Linked DNA regions of Mus musculus: all the other regions are linked to region 5. A link is a contact called in public Hi-C and HiChIP or PLAC-seq data. All regions are on one chromosome and are shown on one strand. Each heading gives the region's core, a stretch centred on a gene start, on an enhancer-like site or on the middle of the called end of the contact. The rest is flanking DNA. Distances are from core to core; before and after follow the strand shown.

Evidence for each region. A called contact is a pair of places that touch in the nucleus more often than the background predicts. HiChIP or PLAC-seq counts read pairs in DNA pulled down with a chosen protein or histone mark.
Region 1: a Hi-C map of bone marrow-derived macrophages shows a contact between it and region 5, with 16 read pairs. The contact joins two enhancer-like sites. A contact is called at or near these places in 1 of 15 datasets of contacts at CTCF or cohesin (the NIH/3T3 cell line), 75 of 484 Hi-C or Micro-C datasets (the 3T3-L1 cell line, the AML12 cell line, B cells and 45 more), 4 of 115 datasets of contacts at active chromatin or transcription factors (embryonic stem cells, fibro-adipogenic progenitors and large pre-B cells) and 1 of 9 other capture datasets (embryonic stem cells).
Region 2: an H3K27ac HiChIP or PLAC-seq map of microglia shows a contact between it and region 5, with 7 times the contacts expected there. The contact joins two enhancer-like sites. A contact is called at or near these places in 1 of 484 Hi-C or Micro-C datasets (Sertoli cells), 2 of 115 datasets of contacts at active chromatin or transcription factors (embryonic stem cells and microglia) and 1 of 9 other capture datasets (embryonic stem cells).
Region 3: a contact with region 5 is called in a Hi-C map of bone marrow-derived macrophages, with 17 read pairs. The contact joins two enhancer-like sites. A contact is called at or near these places in 3 of 15 datasets of contacts at CTCF or cohesin (the NIH/3T3 cell line, hippocampal excitatory neurons and large pre-B cells), 56 of 484 Hi-C or Micro-C datasets (the AML12 cell line, B cells, the C2C12 cell line and 36 more), 3 of 115 datasets of contacts at active chromatin or transcription factors (astrocytes, differentiating embryonic stem cells and embryonic stem cells) and 1 of 9 other capture datasets (embryonic stem cells).
Region 4: a contact with region 5 is called in an H3K27ac HiChIP or PLAC-seq map of microglia, with 4 times the contacts expected there. The contact joins two enhancer-like sites. A contact is called at or near these places in 6 of 115 datasets of contacts at active chromatin or transcription factors (double positive thymocytes, embryonic stem cells, large pre-B cells and 3 more).

The regions. Positions count from the first base shown.
Region 1 is chr13:112,528,155-112,532,729 of GRCm38.p6, forward strand. It overlaps Il31ra (interleukin 31 receptor A), which reads right to left. Exons shown (of 17, transcript NM_139299.2): 13 at 3,514-3,660; 14 at 2,125-2,265. Among named protein-coding and RNA genes, the nearest start is that of Il31ra, 50 kb to the right of the region's middle. Within about 2 kb of position 1,922, at least 33 of the 459 cell types and tissues checked have an H3K27ac peak or open chromatin away from gene starts, as enhancers often do. A contact at or near this core is called in bone marrow-derived macrophages and granulocyte-monocyte progenitors, where this site is marked.
Region 2 is chr13:112,328,380-112,333,153 of GRCm38.p6, forward strand. The region is part of intron 4 of Ankrd55 (ankyrin repeat domain 55); the gene reads left to right. Among named protein-coding and RNA genes, the nearest start is that of Gm41065, 25 kb to the right of the region's middle. Within about 2 kb of position 3,017, at least 117 of the 459 cell types and tissues checked have an H3K27ac peak or open chromatin away from gene starts, as enhancers often do. A contact at or near this core is called in microglia, where this site is marked.
Region 3 is chr13:112,504,809-112,509,550 of GRCm38.p6, forward strand. Il6st (interleukin 6 signal transducer) reads left to right here. Exons shown (of 17, transcript NM_010560.3): 17 at 1-2,052. Among named protein-coding and RNA genes, the nearest start is that of Il6st, 43 kb to the left of the region's middle. Within about 2 kb of position 3,108, at least 31 of the 459 cell types and tissues checked have an H3K27ac peak or open chromatin away from gene starts, as enhancers often do. A contact at or near this core is called in CD8 T cells, DN3 thymocytes, bone marrow-derived macrophages and 1 more, where this site is marked.
Region 4 is chr13:112,424,770-112,429,518 of GRCm38.p6, forward strand. No RefSeq gene overlaps it. Among named protein-coding and RNA genes, the nearest start is that of Gm33905, 15 kb to the left of the region's middle. Within about 2 kb of position 2,977, at least 78 of the 459 cell types and tissues checked have an H3K27ac peak or open chromatin away from gene starts, as enhancers often do. A contact at or near this core is called in memory CD8 T cells, microglia and thymic regulatory T cells, where this site is marked.
Region 5 is chr13:111,776,117-111,780,416 of GRCm38.p6, forward strand. All of the region lies in intron 1 of Map3k1 (mitogen-activated protein kinase kinase kinase 1), which reads right to left. Among named protein-coding and RNA genes, the nearest start is that of Map3k1, 31 kb to the right of the region's middle. Within about 2 kb of position 2,720, at least 97 of the 459 cell types and tissues checked have an H3K27ac peak or open chromatin away from gene starts, as enhancers often do. A contact at or near this core is called in CD8 T cells, DN3 thymocytes, bone marrow-derived macrophages and 5 more, where this site is marked.

The DNA.
Region 1 (4,575 bases), core at 672-3,171, 750 kb after region 5:
TCCACCCTAAACACAGGCAATACCATCTGATAGGCTGGCAATACCACTACCAGATGGGCTAAAAGTCGAAAAAGAGGAAGACGGTCAGTGCACCCAAGTTCTCTTCTCCCTGAGCACGAACACTGATTGCTGTGGTCATTATCCACAGATTTCCAACTTCAGCTTAGCCAGCCTTTGGACACAACTCTGAAGAGAGCTTCCAGGCATCCATCTTTAGACGGGGACTGCGGCCTTAACTCCTACTCTTGTTCTAAAGATTCAGACTTCTCAGACCGAGTGGCTACCGGGGTCCCTGCATGGTGAATGCCACTGCTGAAGAACCTAGCTTCCAATCACTTAAACCACATCACTTCTGTTCTCCTAGAGGACCCTAAGTAATAGAATAATGTTAAAAATACTTCAGATAAAATAGATGATCAAATAGAGTACTTAGGGCAAAGTGAAGGGAGGCTAGCCTCTTAATCTTCTATTTATTTATTTATTTATTTATTTATTTATGTATCACTTATTTAATTTTCCAGATAGGGTCTCATTGTGTGTAGGCTGATCTAGCCTTATATTTTAGACCTTCCTGTTTCAGCCTCCTGGGTGCGGAGACCGGCGTGCATCACCTTGCCTGGCTAGATCTAATCTAGAGTCTGCCCTGGATTTTGCAGAAAAGCAAAGGGAGATGCAAAGCTTTGAAGAGGGAGAGAAACCGAGTCAGAAAGTGATGGGAAATGAGGTAAGGGGAGGGTAGCTTGTATTTTGTTTAAAATATGAAGCTGTAACTGGTGAGTTCAGAAAATCTAGAACTTTAAACTGTGGCTGCTGTGCCTGAGTCGGTTCTAGAGGTCTGGGAGATGGTCATAAGACCACTGGCTGCTCTTGCAGAAGTCTAGCTCTCTCCACCCACACAGCTGCTCACGACTGCCTGCAACTCAACTCCAGTTGCAAGCGATGCGAGACTTTGTTCTAACCAGTGCAGGCATGTGGTGTACATAAGCTTACTCAGACACACACATATACACATTAATAATAATAATAATAATAATAATAATAAATAGTCGTTCATAAAAAGGAGAATGGGTTGTGGAGGACCCAGGAGGGAAGTAGAGTAGTCTGTCCTCAAATCTACGGAACAAGGAGAGAACTTTTAAGGGTCCAGCACGGGATTGTGCCTTCAATTTGATCCTGAGAGAAATTTTCATGAGCTGACACAACTTGTACCCAGTCTTCTGAAGCTGTAACATGATTTTTATTTTTTTTAAAAAAAAGTTATTTTAGAAGTTGTATCAAAAAGAATACCAAGAAGGCATTGTTAGGCTGCAGGACAGAACGTGTTATCTTGCTCATGGTTCTCAGAGCCACGGTCTACTTTAGTCTTCAGGAACATAAATAACAAGGGGCTTCTGAGATACATCAAGATGACTTTTTTGGTTTATAGTAGTTATTGCAAAACTTGTCAATGCTGCTTGAATTTTGATTGATTGACTGATTGATTGATTGATTGATTGATTGAGACAGGGTTTCTCCATGTAGCCCTGGCTGTCCTGGAACTCACTTTGTAGACCAGACTGGCTTTCCTCTTCTTTTCCCTCTGTCTATTACATGCCCTCAGCTTTCCTACTCAATTATTAAACTATTATATTTCACATTATATGTGATATCTAACAAATTTGTCTTGCTTTTCATGTTTTCAACGTAAAAGCTGATAAGTTGAATACACATAACAAACAAACAAAACGAAACAAAAGCCCCACCGCAGATGGTAACATTAAGTCCCTTGTCAGTGACCTCTGATCAACCAGTTGTTCCTTCCCAGGTTCTATTGCACAACTCCTGACATTTAGGAACTGGGCAGTGTGAGCTCAGGCAACAGCCTTTGACGTGGCTGAGGCTGAAGTGGATGTTGCTTGCTTCATCTTAAGATTATTTGTGGCTGCTTACCAGCAAGGATCAAAATGGCCTGTTGGTCTAACTCAGCCCTCCCTTTGCCAGCTCCTCAGTAACTCCTGGGAGGTGAGTGAGCCAGAGAGAGCAGGAGAAGCCATGCTCTGCTGCCCTCTGCTGGCTCTCCTTGCTCCTGTCAAATATTTCCAACCCGAAGTAAACTCCAGAATGAGGCCTGAAGCCAGTACTCACTGATTGACAATGTCTTGAAGTTTATTCTCACCCCGTTGGTACCTCCAGCTCTGGTGCTGGCCATGACCCAAACAGTATAAGAGGTCCTTCGTGTCAGAGACTCCAGGTCACACTGCAGGGCATGAGAGTTAACAGTCTTGGCTGAAAGGAAAAATAGAAACCGATCTAGTATAGCAAGCCAAACTGAAAATGTGTGTTCGCATTGACCCAGGGTGCCCTGACCTGCAATTCTAACTTCTCAACTTCCACTTAAAACAAGTCTACCAAGATGCATCAATGACCTAAACATAAGAGCTAAAAGTATAAAACCCTTCAAAAGCCCAAATAACTAATCCACAACTTTGAATTTATGGAGGGTTCTTATAAAATATGATACTCAAAGCACAAGCAACTACCCCAAACAATATTAAACTGAACTTCATTAAAGACAATCTAATGTTAAAATGGGTGATGAAGTTCTTTCTCTGAAGAAGATATGCAAGTGGCCAATAACTACAACAGACGAGTGCTTGATATCATTAGTGACTAGGGGAAAAAGTTTTCTAAATGAGATACCCCTGGGAAAACTCAGGCTGTAAGGTTAACCTATTTTATTTTGCAGTGAACGTAAAACCTCGTGCATGCTAGAAACATGCTCGGGCTCTGAGCTGCCTCCCCAGCCTTGTTACTTCTGTGAAATAATCTGAATAATAATCTATAGGCAGAGTCCGGTAGTTACCAGAGGCCATGGGAGGAGGGGCCCGGGAACAATTGATTAAAAGAACACAGAGCTTCCACATGGAGGGGGAGAAAAGAGCGGTGGTGGTTACACAATTTGGTAAATGTTCTTAAGATCACTGAACTATACACCTTCAAATATTTAGTACCAAGTTTTACATTACGTGTACTATAATGTAATAAAAATCAAATTTAGCCTAAACGGAAATCCAAGCCTAGCCCAGAGCTTAGGATGTCAGAAGATACTGTGGACTCAAAAAGAAAGCTCTGGGCAATGGGAGGTAGAACTTACACTTAAAGAGCTCTGCACTAAGACAAGTACCATCAAACAAGGGCTGTCCCTGCATACAAATCTACTCTTTAAGATGGGCAAATCCCACCCAAAACAATGGTCAGAAAAGTCTGAGGGGACCCACCCATTCTGTGACTGAGCAGGAGAGGTCCTATCAACTCCTCCCAGTCCTCCTCAGGACTTCTTTACACGTTTGTAACTCCTGAGGTAGTGCCCTCGATTCTATTTTCAGAGAAGCACAGAGAAGCTAAGTGTTTGGATGACTATGCCGGTCACAGCCCTGGAGCCACCTCTGTGTCAGGTCTATTCACATCATCTCGGGGATGGGGGGAGCGGAGGGGTGGACTGAGCTTGCTCAGCCTGGCCATGTGCCCACTTACAGAGTTCTTTTCCACCTTCAGCTTGGTAAAATACAGTGTAATTGTTGATAAATCCATTCCTAGCACTCTTAGGAATCTCCTTCCATGTGATCGTGGCTGTCCTCAGACCGATGTTCTCCACCCTGGTCTCAGGACCTTTTAATGGAGCTTCAGAGGTCAGGGAGATTAAAAAAAAAAAATTACCAAGGCTGAATCACATCCCGGAAGATCAACCGCTGCCCTAGAGCTGCTACCATTGTTTCAGGCAAAACCCACAATGCTGGGGTTGGGATAAGGAAGTTGAACCGGGGGACTGAGGAGTGAACTTGTTTGTAGAGATTGGGTTCCCCCCCCCCCCAAAGTCAGGCATCTTATATAAGATGACAAGGAATTTCAAATCCCCAAGAAAATGTACTTTCCTGTAGGTCCCCAATTCCAATTAGCACCCAGTTTTCATTCCTGTCTATAAAGTATAGCTTCCCTGGCCTACCTTTATACAGTAGGAGACGCTTTCCAGTGTTGAATCTAGAAGATGCTCATTTCCCAAAAGATAAAGTCTGAGTGGTGTACCTTGCCTATTGCCTCGCAAAAGACACCTGAGAGGAGGCGAGATAGCCCAGCAGGGAAGGCACTTGCCGTGAAAGCATAAGGTCAAGTAAAAAGCTGGCCATGGTGGCCTCTGTGACAATATCAGAGCTGAAGGGGTGGAGACAGGCAGATCTCTGGGAATTGCTGGCCAGCCAATGGGCAGCTCCACCAATGGGCAAGCCCCCAGGTCCCAGGGAGAAATCTCAAAACATAAACAAGGTGAATGGCTTCTGAGAAATGATAAGGTTGGCTTCTAGCCTTCATACATGTGCATCAAAACGCCCATGACCACCGTGCACACCCACGTGTGCACTCCTAGAGAATCATTTCTAATGTGTGTATGATGAGCTTGCTAGGCTCCCTGAATTGATCTTAATTAATGTTAACGCTGGTGACAGTCTCAGCTGCTGTTTTGTTATTAGGCAAGGAGTCTCACCTCTGTGAGAGCTTCAATTCCCCCACTGTAAAGTAGGAAGTGGCTGGACTCCTTGGACT
Region 2 (4,774 bases), core at 1,767-4,266, 550 kb after region 5:
GTCACCGGTCACATCTGTTCTTCTTCCATTAAAAAGGGCTAGTCATTTGCACACACTTCAATAGAATGAACCTCAGGAAAGACAATCCTGGGAGGGCAATCGCTCTGCCTCTGGTGATTCCGAGCCAGAAATGATGAACTCAGACTTCGATGACAAGTTCTCTCTGTCATCTACACCTCAAGTCAGTTAAGCAAAATTACATTCAAGATCAGTTGAGTCAGCTAGGTTCAACCATTGAAATAATTAGTTGAAACCCTGTTCAAGTGCATGTCCTTTTCCATAGACTTGGTTGGTTGGTTGGTTGGTTGTTTGGTTGGTTGGTTGGTTGTTTGGTTGGTTGGTTGGTTGGCTGGTTGGTTGGTTGGTTGGTTGGTTGGTTGGTTGGTTGGTTGGCTGGCTGGCTGGCTGGCTGGCTGGCTGGCTGGCTGGCTGGCTGGCTGGCTGGCTGTTTGGTTGGTTGGTTGGTTGGTTGGTTGGTTGGTTGGTTGGTTGGCTGGCTGGCTGGCTGGCTGGTTGGTTGGTTGGTTGGTTGGTTGGTTGGTTGGTTGGTTGGCTGGCTGGTTGGTTGGTTTTTGGCTTTTTTGAAGACAGCTTTTTTTTTTCTGTGTAGCTCGGGCTGTCCTAGAACTCACTCTATAGACCAGGCTGGCCTCCAACTCAGAGATAAACCTGATACACACACACACACACACACACACACACACGTGCTAGGATGAAAGGTATGCACCAGTGCCACCTAGCTCCATGGACATCGTAGACCGCAGTATCTCTAAACACTGTAGGATCTATCCTACATAGGTAGAACTTTGAAAGCAAAGAGTTGAGGCTTTTTCTTCTCTGGATACCTGATGACCCAGCCAACATCCTCTGATGAGTTTAATCCAGAACGATAAACCTCCGTCTATGTGCTAAAGATAGTTTCTTTTTGTAAAGGGATAGTTGATTCTGAATGGTTAAATCCTGCTTTACGATGCTGCTCAACTATTGAAATCCAAAAGCTGTCGTTAAGTATTTTGAAAGCAGTGTTTTGTGTTAGTCTTCTTCAAAATGGATTGGGTCAAACCCTTACCAACCTATAGACAGCAAATAAAGTAGCTGAGTTGCCTGCAGACACTCTGGGAAGCAGCTTATCCTAAAAGCTTCCTCCTGAGTGTAAAGTGATAAAAATGAGATACTTAGTGGTTATTTTACTGAGAAGTTTTATGGCAGAGTTGCATCTGCTTTAGGTGTTTGAAGCAGTAACTAACCAAGTCACAGAGTTGGGCTGCAGCCACCTGTTTGAGCATTCGCATCCACTTAGCATTGCTTTCTGAGGAAAGAGACCTTGTCTGGCTTTGTAGGCATCTTCCAACATTGCAACTGCACTGGAGAAGCCACGTCTCTTCCATTAAGGCATGTGAGCCGAGTTTCTTAAATGGACATGACTTTTAAAATAAAAGCACTCATTTATTTATTTTGTGTGTGTGTGTGTGTGTGTGTGTGTGTGTGTGTGTGTGTGTGTGTGTGTGTGTGTCTACAATGCACATGGCGAGCCAGAGGATAACTTTCAGAAGTTCTCTCCTTCATTCCTGTGAGTTCTCGGGGTCAACTTTAGGTCGTCTGACTTGGAAGGAAACATCTTTACCCATCGAGCCATCTCACCAGGCTGTACATAGGTATAACCTCAGACAGGCATAGCGAGTGCTTAGGTCTGACTTAAATTAACAGCAGATAATAGTGGTGATGAAGATGAAGATCATGGTGATGTGGAGGTTGATACTGTTACGAGCATGCTCTGAGCAAAATTCATAGAGCGTTCTCAATTCTGACCCATGTAATACACCACATACAAAGTCATACTTGTATCCTCACTTCACAGATGAGGGACTGTGACAAATACGGGAACAAACTGACACACATGAGGAAAACCTGCCCGATGAATCTGCTGTCCTCCTGAGAGCTGCCACTGTGGGCCTTGCAGAGTTTATTGTAATGATCATATTTTATCGGCAAGCCCTTGGCCTGTGTTGCCAGGCCTTATGAGAAACAACAGCCTTACACAATTTACTGGCTCACAATCAGATCATATTTTATTCATTACAGCATCTTCAAAAGTCCTATATAAGAAACCACAGGAAAAAAGTTTCGCTAAGGGCAGCTTGGCTCCGCTTCTCCAGAGAAATCAGATGGGATTTGTGTTATAGGAACGCTGTGGTGTGGTTTATGATCCACTGTCTCACTTTCTGTGCTTAGAAAGTTCAAACCTCAGTTTGAAACCTGCCTATGACACACACAGGTCTGTAGGTCATCTTTTCTTCCCATCGTCTGCCCCGGTTTTCTCTGACTAATTTCTTCACTCACCTTGTTTTTATTTATGTAACCAAATGTCACCTAAGATCCTTGTTAGGTTGAGGTCAAGAGTGGCGGGGAGTCAGGCTAAACTTGAATCTGGCCTCATCTGACCAACCCCTTTGTCTTGGACAAGTTCCTATGTCAAGGCAGATAAGTTTCTTTTCTAGAAAGTAAGGAGAGGCAGAATTAGAGGAAAATTTATTAGCCATAGTACTGATCACGGTACCTAATACATTGTGTTCAGAAAGCATTAAGGCTGAGTGTGTGTGATTGTAGACAGACATGAATATCAATCTCATGCTAGCGCTAAAGACTAGGATCCCTTATTGCCACCCCACCAGTTCCCACCTTGACACAGGTCTGCAGAGGGTACATGCAAACACACAGTTATTTGTGCACACAGCCCTGTAGCATCATGCAATACCTGTTCACTGCAAAGGATGCTGGGATAAGAACATCCACTCCCGGTTGTGTAAACTCAAGGAAACAGACTGCTTTGGGACTGCATAATTGAACTCAGGCTATTCAGTTCCACCAGAAACTCCCTTTGCAACTTGTGAGTGCAGATCCATCTGTATTTTCTTCATATTAGTAAGCAGTACGAACAGCCACCCTCCCAGAGACCTTGAGAAAAGCTGTTTACACTGGCTTAAAAATCTGCTGACCCTTACGTTTTCAAACAGCATGCTCCTCCCATGTGACACTCACTGGAGGCTATTAACAAGAAAGCCTCAGACTGAAGCTGCTTTTAAACAGTCCAGAGGGACGCTTATATTCTGCCTGTAGCCTACAGAGAGATTCAGGTTCTCTGATTGGCTTGCATTCACATCCTCAGCTAAGGGCCAGGGCAGTGGGGATTGGAGCAGACACAGGGATATCTGATTTATACATTAGCCCGACAAACACAGAGGAGCCGTGCCTGCTCTGAGCTCTCAGCTTCTCAACAAACCCAAGTTTTCTCCCTTTCAGTTCTCTTGAGCTTTTTCCCTTGTGCCCTTGACTGGGTAAAAGTGGGGACAGGATCCTTTGGACAAAGCCTCAAAGAGACAGAATTGTGTTTGTACAGCCCTGTAGGCGCTAGCACTGAAAGGCAAGAAACATTTTTCTCTGGAAGAATCCACCAGGCTCTGAAGGACTGCTTCATGGTCTCCATGGTAACTGGCAGATTTTTTTTTTCTTTTCTTTTTCATCCCTCTCTCCCCCACTGCCACACTGCCAGCAGTTCTGGATCTTTTCATCACTCTTGACTACAGCCAAAAGGTTTCCCTACCTTGGGATCCTATAAGTTACTAATGCTGTAGCCTGATGAGGATATTTCAGTATAGCACACTCTTGCATCCAGGTGGCATTAGGGACAGGAAGGGGAGGTGGCTGGTTTGGGGGAGCATCTCCATTCATTGCCATCACTGAGCTGCAGGGCTGGGAGCCTGCAGGGTCAAGAAACTGCTCCTATGATGTCTTTAGCTGATTCCTGCTGCCCCCTGAATCACCTGAGGGTGATCAGACAAGACCCAGAAAAGACAAGACTCGACAAGGTCTTTGTTTGCTTGTTTGTTTGTTTTTAAATAAACCAATATAGAAAAGTTAGGGGTGGGCACATGAGAGTGACTTCATCATAAGCATTAACTCACTTAAAATTATAGCGAATCTTGAGGAATTAGAAGGTATGTTCTTCATTGTACATATAGAGATGCAAACCAGAGAACCTGAATCTCTCTATAGGCTAAGGGCAGGATGCAGTGTACATATGAGGCTCCAAGAATGTTATAACTTGTCCAAGGCCCCTGGATTGTTGGTAGGAAGCATGGATTCTAATAGCAGTCCTCTATCTCTTGTTATTCAGTCATGGCCATAGGTGAGAGAAGACAGGTGCTGGGGATCCTTGTTTGCTGTCCTGATACCTGGTGTGTAGTGGCCCGGAGCTGCTGCTCTGAGATCGCAGGCAATTTGAACAGGTTCCAGTGGGGATGTCAGAAGAAATGTTTCTAGCCACCATAGCATCATGCTGGAACTCTAGGAGAACAAGGTTGAGGCCAGCAAGTGTCCCAGAGCTGAAGCCGATGGTGACCAAGTCAGATGACCTCCACACCACAGGACAGCAAGGGGTCAGCAGACTTCACAGAGAATATCTAATCTCTAGTTCAGGCTGAATCGCAGGAATGCTTTGTGGTGGCTTTAGCCAGCAGTGTGGTGAGTTTCAGGGAAGAGAGAAAGAGATGGCAACCTATAGTCCCTACGAGTTCAAAGCCAGACAGAAGTACATGGCAAGATGCTAAAAGCCAACCAACCAAGCAAACAAACAACAAACCCCCAAAACAAACAAACAAAAACAAACATTCTCCCAAAAAAGCAGAAAAAAATAACACCTTTTAATCTAAAGGGGACAAGGAATCCATGCCAGAGAGGGGGAGGGGGAAGAGAGGGAGGGGGAGGGAAATAGAGG
Region 3 (4,742 bases), core at 1,858-4,357, 730 kb after region 5:
CGAGAAGGCCAGCAGCATCATTTAAAAGTGCCCTGTGGCACAGTGTCCAGATTATGTCATCTAGAAGACGAAAGAATGGAGGGGTGGCTCGTTTCTGGGTCTGTCAGAGAAGCATGGCCTGCTCCTTGCTGTTGGTATCGATGCCGGTTACTACTGAGGAAGAGGATAAACTTTAAAGAGAAGCAACATAGAAGCACCCGCTTTCTTATAGTCACCTACAGCCTCCCAAGAAACTGCTTATTATTGAAAATGTCTTTCCGAGTCAATTTCATCCACCCTATAGTGGACCAGGCTGGCCTCAAACTCAGAGATCTGTCTGCCTCTGCCTCTGCCTCTGCCTCCAGAGTACCGGGATGAAAGGCAGTGCACCACCACTGCTCCACTTACGAAGATTGCTGTTTTTAAAGACTTAAGTTGTTGACATTTTTCTGAACACACATAACCACACCAGGGACAGATGATTCTAGAGACTGGTTGAGGAAGCACTTTATCCAGAATGTCTTCAACTTTAAATTACTTTAATTGACTCCACCTTGTTTTGATTTTCAAGAATAGCAGGGTGTTTGTTGAAGGGTGGCATTTCCCAGAGCCTCATGCAGTCCCAGAACACACATCCCAACCATGTCAGCGACCACCACAATGACAGAAGTCCTCCTACAGAGCTGAGGAAGCTGGAAGGGTCCTGCTAGTTTGCAGGGTGGGCTTTGAACCCACAGCCCTGTGCATGCTAGACATTCACTCTACCGCTGAGCTGCTCCTCCGCCCGGCTCATTATGTCATCTAGGCTCTCGTGATCCTCCTGGCCCAGCTTCCTGACTGTCTGGGACTGTGGATGTGTGCTGTCACACACCCAACCAGGTCTTTTTAATATCTGCCATTTATGAGGTAGAGTTTTTACACGACTTAGGACTATCTTAAACCTATTCCTTCTAGTTGCTTTATTAAGGAATAGCCTAGGCATCCAGTGTTTAGCACTAAAGCCATTAATGTATTTGTGCCTAACTTCCCAGTGTGACATGGAGGTGGGGGCTAAAGGTAGACACTGGGCAGACAGGAATTGGCTGAGCGCCGTTAGAGGCTGATCACTAAGTGTGCTCACAGGAAAAGGGTTGAAGTTTCAGAGCATGGGCACCCAGATCATTTATAGCGGTTACCACACAGTGCCTAGGAGGAGTTGATATGCACTTAGTTGGATGCAGTTTCACCTTTTACTCTCAGAAGGTTGTTTATATTCTACTTGCTGATGTGTTATCATTTATATTTTTATACTGGGTAGTCCTTTTCTGTGTTCTTTCACATGTATAATCCTCGTGAGACTGTACATGCTTTGCTCTGGTATATTCAGTTGCCTCCTTGGCAAAACCAGCCTGGAATTGCCAAAATGCCGGAAGTGAAGGGAGATGGTGAAAGTCGGGCACAGGAAGGCCAGGTCAGGGGCAGAGAGACCAGAATTCACACTACAAGGCTGGCACCATTGCCATTCAAGTTGGACGTCAAAGCCTGATCCCAGTTAGGACTGAGTTTTCTATGTATATATCTGCCAGGAAGTTAACACTTGCTGAATTTCTCATCTTCTCACAGTAAGCAGTCTAGTTATGGGACTCTATCCATGTTCAGCTGTGACTTCCCTCATATCAGACAGTGGTGCTGTGAACGTTGCAGTGTGAAGTCTGTACTGGCTAGGGATGGTAGCCCAGCGTGAGTTCAGGCATGAACATAGAGGCCACTGAAGGAAGAGCCTCCTGGAAGCAAGTTGGCACGTTAAATCCCAGACAGAAAGTGTCCCAGGGAGCCAGGGCCTCCGCCAGCAGGGAGGGGGTGTGCTCACTGCAGGAACGTTCATTTAGAAGATGTACCATGGAGCACCTCCCTTTGCTCTAAGAGAAAACCCATCTTAAAGTTCATCTTGAATACAGACTTCGCTCGAGCATGTTTTAGAATAATCTGGATGCTGTACCTTGTACCTTAGGTAGCAGAGAAAGTAATCTGGCGTCTTTCTGTAAAACCGTCTAATAAAGCTAGTTCTGCCCGTGGGCTCGTATTCTTTCGTGTGTAAAAATGTAGTGTAAGGCGCACCAGAGAGCAGCCTGGCTTGTGGCCAGGGCTAGTCCACTGCTTCCCATGCAGTTGCCTCTCGAGGACTCAAAGAAAAAGGAAGGTTTAATGCTGAGTCGCCGTTACAAAACCTAGCGTTCCCATCTTTTCCTCACTCAAACATAAAATCTCAGTCCTTTGAAAAGCATGAGTCACTACTCGGGGGCACAGAGAAGCAGAAGTAGGAAAAGTGCAGCCCCTGCCCCCCTCGTTCTCCCGCCTTCAGATCATTCCATCTCTGCACAGTTCTGCTGTGGTCATCAGCTCGGCCAGGATGGACGGTTTCGGGGGGGTTTTGTTTGTTTGTTTTTGCTTGTTTGGGTTTGTTTTGTTTTGTTTTTCTGTTTGTGGTATTTTGGTTTTTTAAGACAGGATTTTTCCGTGTTGCCTTGGCTGTCCTGGATCCGCCTGCCTGCTGTGCCACCACTGTCTGGTGAGACTGTAGTTCTTATTGTGAACTTAAAGGGTTAAAGAGGTAGAAGGATTTACTGGACTGTAGTTTTTGATTTTTTTTTTCCTCAACCCTAATTGTAATAATGGTTCTTAAATGCTTTAGCCTCCCTTGTAGCCCACCACCCACCAGAGGTAGTGGAAAAGAAAGGATGTGGGGGAAGTGGACCTGTTTAAAAAATGGTTCTTTGGAGCAACTCCTGTGTGCACTGTCAGAAAATCAGCTGTTCAGTTGACAGGTCAGCAGTGGCAGCTCCATCCACTCGCAAACATGTCAAGGCTACACCAGCAGTCCAGGTCGGTAGTAGTGTCAGGATAGCAGCAGCAGTGGCATAACTAGCAGGAATGGCCAGGCCTCGGCCTCAGCACAAGTCAAGCAGGAAGAACTCGAAGTTCTCAGCTGTGCCTCTCAGTGAAACGAAGATATGTAAGGCCATCACCATCCGTTGAGTCCTGTATATACTCCCTCCAAATATCAAGTGTCCTCGGGCCTGGGCTCACCTCGGGTCTTGTGTGTGAGTCTGTATCAGCTGACATCACTCTGCCAATCAGCCCGCGTCTGCGGAAGCTGCAAGCCACCAGAACCACATCAGAAGTTTTTAGTGTTTCTCTCTATGGAGGCCCAACAGATGGAGTTCAACAACACTTGAGGCATGTAGTGAACAAAGAACCCATCACCTGCCCGTTCACATGCATTAGCAAAGCATCCTTTCACCCGTGTCCACTTCAGCGAAACGTTCCTTCTCGTGTCTGCTTTAGCAAAACATCCAACACAGCTGACTTTCCAAAGAACACTTACGTTTCCACTTCATGGGACACTATCAAAGCTGTTAAAAGTAGGACTGCTAATTAGACATCACATACTATTTTTAAAGCTGTCTCTTTTTTTCTACTCACATAATTAGTAAATTATGGCATAAATTTAGACCTAGTAATCATAGGATGCCTCATTGTTATAGACATATATTAACCAAGTAGAACAAGCCAGTAGACTTTAGCCTATTACGTTCATTCTTCTGTTTCATGTCCCTGAGTTTCTTTTAAAAGCAAGTTTTTAACACAACTTCTGTCTAGTAAAGTTTTTAATGAGATAAGTAGAATCAATAAGCTGCAAAAAAAAAAGTAAATAAAAAGTAAAGGTCAATTATTAAAAATAACCTCTTGGGCTAGCTTTCGGCTATAGGTACTGCTGGTAGGTTACTTTGCCCAGGTAAGATTGCATTTTTCAAATGTGCCTTTCGATGAGTTAGAACACAGCCATCAAATGGCAAACGGTATAAGTAGTTCATAGACAAAAGTTTGTTTTCCTGTCACATGCAGATTAGCATATGCTCACTCAGTTAACGAGGAAAAGGTGATGGCAGGCTCCAGATGTTACTCGGTCTAACTCTTAGGGCTTTTTGCCACCTGTAAGCTCCCACAAACTGGTCAGTTTTGGTTTTGTTGTTGTTGTTGTTGTTGTTGTTGTTGTTTTCCTTTTACTTAACCAGTTGTCAATGCTGGTGAGGGAGGGTTGGGATGGAAATGTACCAGGCTGGTTGGGTAGGAATTCTTAGTCCTGTGATTGCTCGCTTAGTCTGGTTGCTGCAGACTGCAAGTGCTGCTACGTAAGCAGGACAATGTGACGTGCCAGAAAGAAAGGGATGTTGGAGGGGTTGGAAGCTCTGTAGCCTTAATGCTTGTGTGTGATAGACTTTAAAGCAAATGCACTTTGCTAGCCTGGCGCGGCAGTAGGCATTAGGCATGGCTTCTTACACCTTTGCTCTTAGCTGTACTCCACGTGCGCACAGTTCTCTCTCCTTTCCTGCCACCACCACCACCACCACCACCACCACCACCACCACCCGTGCAGTTTCACATGGAAGCTTGTACCTGTGTTACCTCTGTAGTAAGTTGCATGTGCGAAGTATAACCAAAGCGATCATGTTTATGTTGACCCTGCCATAAATGTCTTACTATATCATCTCTAACCCTTTAAATAAATCTGAGAAAGAAGCTGCTGTCTTTTCTGTCTGCGGTCACCACCGTCTTGAGTGTCGTCATGTATGGCGTTTCAGCATTTATCAGTACTGGTGTTGGTTAGCATGGGTCTTAGTATAGATGATATTTTATGAGGGTTTTATGACTTGTTAAATGCTCTTTTAGCATAATGGACTAGGAGCTAGAATAAACTGGTACACAGTGTTGGCCTCAATAAC
Region 4 (4,749 bases), core at 1,727-4,226, 650 kb after region 5:
GCCACAAAGTAACATTTAACCAAACTGCTATGAAAGTGCAGGGGGATTTAGCATGCTTAACCACAGAGGTTGTTTTTTCAAACTGAGTGATAAAACTGCAGCTTCAAAGCCTTTACATTGAGCATATCTCTCCTCTGCTGAAATCAAAGTGGCCGGTGTCAATGCCAAATGTGGAAATGTCACAGAGACCAAAGTCGCCGGTGCTTCAAAGTCTTTGCAGGAGTGGAAAGACTTTTTGAAGCTTGGTTGGTTAGCATATTTTCCAGGCCAATTGCTAAGTTAACTCTGCAGAAAACTACCAGAAAATTATCTCCCCTCTCTACTTCCTTTAAGAAAAAGCCTTTGTTTATTTGTTTGATTAGTGTGTGTTTGTTTGTTTGTTTGTTTGTTTTGGAGGCAGGGTCTCACTATGTAGCTCCGGCTGTCCTGGAGCTCACCATGTCAGGCAGGAAGAAACCCTACGTGTTGAGAGGCACTGAGAGCCACAGGTGCTCTTGTCGCATGGTGCAGTGTTGAGTGTAAGGATTATCACATTAGGCCAATGAAAAGACAGGCATGCAAGCTGCGAGGAGGATTTTACAGCTTGCTTTTGGTTTCATCAGAATATTCCGATGAGAATGCTTTTCTAATAGAGTAATGGCAAGTTGGCTCTGGAGCTGGCTTTTGTCAAGGTGACATAAATGACTCACCAGATGCTATAAATAGAATTCAGCTTGAACCTCTGTCCACAGTCACACTGATATTCCCACAAAGAGATGCTACTAACAGCAGAGAGCAGCCCGCTAGCCACTGTGACAGCTAACGTGGGCTGGAGATGAGGGGAACCACAGCTTTGTGGAGTACAAGCATGAGCCCTGATCTGTCACGCTTGCTGTCCTGGGTTTCGTGGTGTCCTTCACAGCCTCTGAAACAGTTCTATTGTTCTCATTAAAGATCATCGTCCATGTGTCCTCTCTGTTGGTAAATCCAAGAGTAGCACAGCCTTGAACCAACAATTTATCTTTATCTCTTCTCTCCTTCGCAGCAAGCAGCACAGGCTATTGTAAAGTATGGCGGCACACCGTGGAAGGGCTCAGTCCTTACCTGCTGGAGAATGAACAGATGCGTTGATGTACAGATTAACTATGTTTTCACACAATACTCTGAAGTGTATTGAAGAAATTTTCTAACATAATATGCATTTATCTGTCCCGCTATTCAAAAAACAAAAACAAAAAAAAGTCTCAAAAAAATCTAATCATGGCAGCAAATTTACAGTTCCTTGGAAGAATGAGATGGAAAAATAGTGACCATGAGGCCACCATGGGCTCCATAGCGGGGTCCTAGAACAACAGCAACAACAAAAGAATCTATCGTTTCCTCACCCCCTGACCCCATTTGCTCCTCAATCTCGCAGCAAGAAGAGGATAAAATGTTGCCGGGACTCAGCAAGATGAAAAGCACATGAAGAATCCACTTTCACACTGCTGAGGACCAGTTTCACCCAGCTCTGAAGAAAGGGCAGGAGACAGAAGTAAGACTGAGCAAAGAGACCTGCGGAGACAGGTCAAGAGAGACTGTTCTCCAGGGAAGACAGACAGAAGAGTCCCCACCCCCACCCCCCACCCCTGGGGTGGACCCTGCTGAAGCAACCAGAGCCTGGGAGGAAGCAAAGAGAGAGAAAGAGAGATGAGAAACTGTCTTCAGGCAGGCAGCGTTCCTGTAAGTTTGTGTTGCTGTCACTCCTCCCCAGGCCAAATGCTTGGCACAGGCACCTGGGTTGTCCTCAGCCTGAGAAAGCAGAGGAAGACGACGGGAGGGTGAAGTGCACACGGTGGGCAGTCATTTCCTCCCATCGCTCATGGTCAGATGCCATCTAAGCAGACTGTGGGGACTCCCTTGGTCTTTCTCTTCCCAGACACTGTAAGAGCCACGCTTCCTTTGAGGCCACCCTCCACCTCTGCTTTAAGTACAATGCTGTCTGCCTTTCTCTTCGTGAGATCTAGTTGGTAAACAACAAAGATGAAGGCCAGCAAGTAGAAAAGGCATCTAATCTCAAGCTGCAATACTGAAATGAATCTGTCTGCGGAGGTTCCATTCCAGGAAGCAAAGAAAGAAGAGAGAGAGAGAGACAGAGAGAGACAGAGAGAGAAATCCCCTGAAGTCCTTGCCCAGGGTCCCCTGAATCTAGTAATAAGCGAAAGTGTGTCATCTTCGGGTTCTAGGGATAAGCTTTGCTTGAATGGTGCAAAGCTGGGACTGTTATCTGATCTTTCGAAGGAGCCCGTTGTCATCACATCACAGTGGCTCAGAAAACCCAGAGGGACAGAGCTGAATTTTGAGTCCAACACCCAGCTGTCACCTCCTTTTTTTTTTTTTTTTTTTTTTGGTTTATCTCCTTCCTCCCAAGGCAGCTAGAAACACAAATCCCAGAAGGTGATCGTAGATGAGGTTTGACAGATGGCTAAAAATGCAAGTGAGGGGTCCATCCTAGATGGTGGTGGTACAGGCCTCTAATCCCAGCCTTCGGGAGGCAGAGGCAGGCGGATTTCTGAGTTCGAGGTCAGCCTGGTCTACAGAGTGAGTTCCAGGTCAGGGAAGGTTATACAGAGAAACCCTGTCTCAAAAAACCAAAAAAAAAAAACCAAAAAAAAAAAAAAAAAAAAAAAAAAAAAAAAAAAAAGAAGCTAACTAGAGATCTAGAGATGCATGCTAATAGTAAAGCTCCAGCTGTGCACCAATACACACACACACACACACACACACACGTGCACGCACACACACGCACACACACGCACACACACACGCACATACACACACACACGCGCACACACACACACACACACACACACACACGCACACGCGCACACACACACACACACTCAAAGCTCAAGTACTACAGCAAAGTCAAAAACAGGAAGTGATGTAAGAGAGCAGAGCCCGACCAAAGACTTGAGTGTTTTGGTGGAGGGTGGGCGTGTATGAGCTCCTGGGAGTATTTCATTCTCTCTCATGCCTCTGCGTCTCTGTGTGACTTGCTTCATCTTTAAAGATGCAGAGGGATCCCTGGCTAGGGTCTCACGTGCCATCGTTCTAAGTTCTTACCTCACAGCTCACTATCCTATCTCCTGTGACCATGTGGCTGGTTTCTCTCACCGCTGAAGGCCTGGCCATGTTCTGATGTAGCTAGGACTGTGACTATTGAGTATTCCCTAGTGTACCTTGTCCTGACGAGTGAGGTTTCATCCATTTAGACATTAAGGAAGCAGCTGTATCTTCGTGGCTAAAAGAAAAACGTGGGCTGGAGAGATAGCTCAGCAGTTTAGAGTCCTCGCTGTATAATTATGAAGGCCAGAGTTCGGATCCCAGTACCCACAGAACAAGCAGGGCATTGAGTACATATCTATAACCCAAGCACTAAGAAGGCTTGCTGAGGCTGGTTGGATTTCAGTATAGCTGAGAAATTGTGGGCCTCGGGTTTGAAGAGAGAGAGAGAGAGAGAGAGAGACCCTGCCTCAAAGGCACAGAGTGATCAAGGAAGATATCTTCTGGTCTCTGCAGCATGTGCAATTAATTATATGTGCATGCACACATACCCGCACGATAAATAAATCACTAAAAAGCTGGGCGTGGTGACGCACGCCTTTAACCCCAGCACTCGGGAAGCAGAGGCAGGCAGGCAGATTTCTGAGTTCGAGGCCAGTCTGGTCTTCAAAGTGAGTTCCAGAACAGCCAGGGCTACACAGAGAAACCCTGTCTGGAAAAACCAACCAAACAAACAAAAACAACAAAAAAAAATCACTAAAATAACAAAAGGATGGCTTTAACATGAGAATAAATAGCAAAACTCCCACAAGGATGCAAATTCACAGGCAGCTAATCCTAAGATTTTCAATTATTGTGTGACTCGGCAGTTAGACTTGTTACTCTTCACGGAAACCCATGTTGGATTCTCGACGCTCATCTGGCGGCTTACAACCATCTGTGGCTCCAGTTCGAGGGATCTAATATCTCCTTCTGCTCTGCTGGCACGAGGTATGCACAGAGTACAAATACATACGTGTCAGCAAAACACCCATACACACACACACACACACACACACACCCATATACACACACTCACACACACATACACACACACATACACACACATACACACACACACATACACACACTCACACACACCCATATACACACACTCACACACACTCACACACACACACATACACACACACACACCCATACACACACACTCACACACATACATACACACACACATACACACACACACACACACACCAATGATTGTAAAAGCGTCTCTTAACAAACTCTAGGGCTGCTGTTCTTAATAATCTTGTGACTTTGGCACTTTATTTAATGATGAATTGCACTTTATTTATTAATATTAATGAATAAGTACGAGAGGCATTTCCTTGACAGGCAAATGTGAGGGAAAACCCCCTCCCTGTTTCCCCAGCAATTTTTAATTTTAGGTCCATCTCTATCCATGATCAGAACATATTGAATGAAAAACATCTATTTTCAAATAAAATTAGTTAAGAAAAGGATAGTCCCATTTTTTTTTTGAAGGTACACTAGTCGTTGTGTGAAAACTTTGATAATTTAAAATAGTTCCAGTCTAGGTCATTTTGATTTTTTAAAAAAATTATATTAGATATCTCTTTTATGGAAAGAAAACAAGACTTTTACTTAGCCAGACTTTTTAGAGCACCCTGGATGACTTCCATTGTAAAAACGTGGCATTATGCA
Region 5 (4,300 bases), core at 1,470-3,969:
TGCCTGAAAGGACAGAGTTACAAACCCCCAGAAAAACAGCGGTAAGGGACAAAACCACCACGCATCATGAATTCTGTGTTTAGCGTGCACACCGCTCAGCACTGTCTGCTACCACCAACTTTAACGGTATCTCTAACAAGAGGAGGTTCTACCTAGAAGTTGTAGGCTTCCTAATAATATACAAATGCAGCTCCTTTCTTAGTAGATGCCAGAACAAATCCAAAACATCAGCTATTGCTTTAGCAAAGCCCGCCCACCACACCGATATTACGATATACCAGAAACAGGTATTTGGAAAGCTCCCGACTACCCTTATTTTAGATTTTCTAAGGACTCATGCCGATATCCTGAGACAACACGATCAAGTCTGCGTGTTCCTGGAACAAGATCACTATGACGAAGCTCTTGGTGTATACTTCATAACTAGAGTGGAAAGGACCTGCTACGAACATTTTGACCTTCACTTTATAATAGTGAGTTACCAGAATGAAGATAATCTTTAAGCGAGGGACTTCAGGGAACTAATTACACAAAGTCTAGTAGTTAAAAGCACCATTCTCTGCAAGACCGCTAATTGCAAAGTGCACCCATCCCCACTGGTGTGCGTGCACAAATATGCGTGCGCGCGCAGGCTTCAAAGCCTGGCTCCCGGGGACGGCTAAGCACCTGTATTCTGGGAGAAGGACCCATTTTTTAGAATTCTAGGCTAACTTCAGTAGCTATTTTTGGAAAGCCCGGTAAGGCTAGAGAATAATGATTTTTGTACGCTGACAGGAAGGGGAAACGCTCGTAGAAACACCAGAAACGATGACCTTGAACTCACTCCTGAAGGCTAACTTCGAACTTGTCAGGGAATTTTCCAGTTAATCACAACTCAGAAGCAGCAGCTTGAGTGAAACAAACAAACAGAAACAAAACAAAACAAAAACAAAACAAAAGAAACCCAAGGTACACAGGAGCGGCGAGGGTGTGCTCACCAGACACCAATGAAACACCGAGACTGTGGCCCAAGCAGCACACAGCAAGGACACAGTCGGAAACGACTAGGTGCCCGTGGGAAGAAAAGGACACTCTACATCTGACCTGACACTCTACATCTGACCTGAATCCTGCAAAAGACAGGGCAGGCTACAAAGCAGACATCCTGCTACTCAAAAAAAAAAAAAGGTTCCTAAGCAAGAGGGAACGCCGGGTGGAAAGGCTGCTTAAATGACGGTTCATTTACTTAGCAGGATTTGTTTCCATTGCTGATTCCGTACTGTGATGTTGTTACCATGACGATGGTGATGACAGAGTAAAAGAGGATGTAAGAAAGTCAGACAGGAGGTAAAGGGAGAAGACAGGAGAAAGTGGGTACCTATTTCCTCCTGAAGGAAGCTTCCTTAAAACTCTAAGCAAGGCATGCTTATCAAGGCTCTGGAAGGAAACCAACGGAGGACCCTCGGGCAACCCCTCAGCCATGAAGAGTCACAAGGTTCCAGGCTGCAGTAACAACTGCTGGGGAGACGGGGCGCGCAGGTCTGGCAGGGTCTCTGGAGCTGGCTTATTCTCACTGCCACCCCAGTCTCCCAGGCTCACCCTCCTGCCTTTTCTCCAGCCCCAGGACACAAGGCTCTGGGGTGTCCTGGACAGGCTATGTCCCACCTGACTTCTCACTGAATTCACTTCTACACAGCCACTCAGAGACTGCGTCAGTTCACCCTTTCCCAGCTCAGCTCTTTCTCCTTCAAAGTGATCACTGCAACTTACAAACATGTCTCCTCCTCCCTCCAACTGCAAACTCTACTGGAGACAACTGTCTCCTCCTGGAGCCTTGATAAGTGAGGGTCCCTTGCTGGGCGTTTTCAGGGAGCCTCCTTCAGGCTGGGAGCAGCTCAGAGGAGATAGGTGCTCACACTCCTGCTTCTCTCCCGTCTCCTCACGCGGAGGCACACGCTTCATCGATCCACTGTGCATCAGAGCACAGGCAGTACCGAGTGACCGTTGCCTCAGATGAAACGAGTTATCTTTTACTAACAGCTTCAGCAGTCCTAAGGGCTTCCCTACCACTTCTAGCCCTGAATGACTTCCATGTTAGTATTTTTATCACTCTGCACTTGTGATTACGTCTGGAACTCTGATGTTATTTATTGAGAGAATTCATCATTCCTAAATCAATCTATAAACATAAACAAAGAGTTTTAGCCTTCTCATAAGTATTTTGTATAGTTAATTCTAAAATGCACATTTTTTACACTCTGTCATCTGAAATCTGAATGGCTCTGAGCAATGACATGTAAATTTTTAGGTGACCGTTTTTTCCTTCATAGATTGTAAAATGGTATAATTTGCAAACGCTGAGATCTCAGAAAAACAAAACAAAACATGCAGTACATCCCATTTTTCATGCCACAAAAAAACCAAAACAAACACCCCCCCCCCCCCCCCCACACACACACTGCTTCCGTTGTCCTTGAAGTGGAAAGCAGGAACCAAATCTTCCTCCCGTGCTTACACTGTGGTTTATTCATAGCCTCGCCTGTGCTCCATCCACAGACAGCAGGCTCCTAGCTTGTCGTCCATCCACGGACAGACAGACAGCAGGGTCTCCAGTGGTCAGGCATTTGTGTGTGCACATGTACACAGCAACGACTTGCCAGCCAAGGAACACTACAGCTACAGTAGAATGCGAGCTTCCTTTTTTAACCAAAGCTACTATAGTCAGGAAGCCTTGAAGCTACTAGGAACTTCTGATGGCTGGTTAACCACACTGTGTGGGGTGGGGGGTAGTGTACCATGGCTGTTATTACCTAGAAACATACGGGCTTTTAGCTAAAATAGTTTATACATGTCTGACCTTTTAAGTTAGCTGATTCTAGTAAAGCCAAAATACTTCTGGGGAGAACTACTGGAAGACTTAGAGCAAGAACAAGGCTGCAGTGACATGAGTTTGAAAGGCAAACACTAGCCGACAGGACTGTTCCTGTTGATCCGGGTGCATGGAGCCCAGGCCATTTTATGCTGGATCTAGAACTTTAAAACCCCTCAGCCTGATGTTAGGTTTCCCTAGCTTTTTCTACACGTATGGAGTACGGCTGTGAAACTCTAGGTGCTTCAAGAGTCCCCTTCTGTCTTGGAAGAGGTCGTTTTTATATTATTTATTATGATTATATTAATGTCTGGGTCTAAGCAGCTTACTATGGGTTCATCAGTTCCATAAGCCAGGCCCCTTTCCTGGAGTGCCTTACACGCCAGGCACGCCCCGTTCTTACAGCACTAAGAACACTGACAATTTATACATGTCTTTGCAGATAGTCTGCACACACACACACACACACACACACACACACACGCAATCTGCAAAGTTTCCTATCCTCACGTCTTTAATACAAAATTCCCTACAGTATTCTGTAGTCACTAGCTATTCTATCCTAGCAGGCTACATATCCATTGCAACGCGATCTAAATTCCTGGTTTCCTCACAGCACTGGGAGATCTTACAGGACGGACTGCATTTTCAGCACTTTCCTATGGGAGGAGCCAAGTGTGCTGGGACTGATATACTGTATCAGAGGTGTGTATGTGTGTAGGGGTGGGGGGCAGTCCCCAGGGGCTTTCTCCCTGTTGAGTTCATAGTTGGCTGGTCCAAGAGTGTGCCTTGGTTCAAAGACACTCTATACCGAGATGGTATTGGACATCTTGCAGTTTGAAAGTAGGATGCTTGAAAAGTGTCACTGCATAAAGAGTGGGATCAGAGTAACAAAGAAAAAACTAAGTAAAACAAAACTGTAGGCGCAGATAGAATAAAGAAGTCAGGACTCCGGGAGGACTTAGCTACCGAGGGAGGAACAATAAAAGTAGGCAGGAGGGTTGCACTGGGTCCCTCTGCAGCTACTAGACAATTAGTGCTAGCCTAATACTGCCCCAAGTGACAGGCTGTAACTCCCAAGGGCCACAGGCATGTCTCAGTGAGGGAAGCATTTTCACGATTCTTTAACCAGCTAAGCCAAGATCTCAATGGTATTTATTAAGAGGGTTTTTTCATTATTCCTAAATTAATCTACAAATATAAACCACCTAGTCTGGAATGAAACACCCTAATACACTCTAGTCTCTGGGAAAATCCCAAAAACGGGCTCAGATTTCAGCTTTGCACAACGAAGTCACATAGACATGGCGCTCAATGACGCTCAGAACCCTACCATTTTTTAAAAAGTTGATAGGCTACGTAGTAGTACAAAGGGTTAACTGTGTCCTAGAGGATGGCTCAGCAGGCAACCTGATTTTATAAACCAGGCTTGGGGCACAACTGCACCTGGGA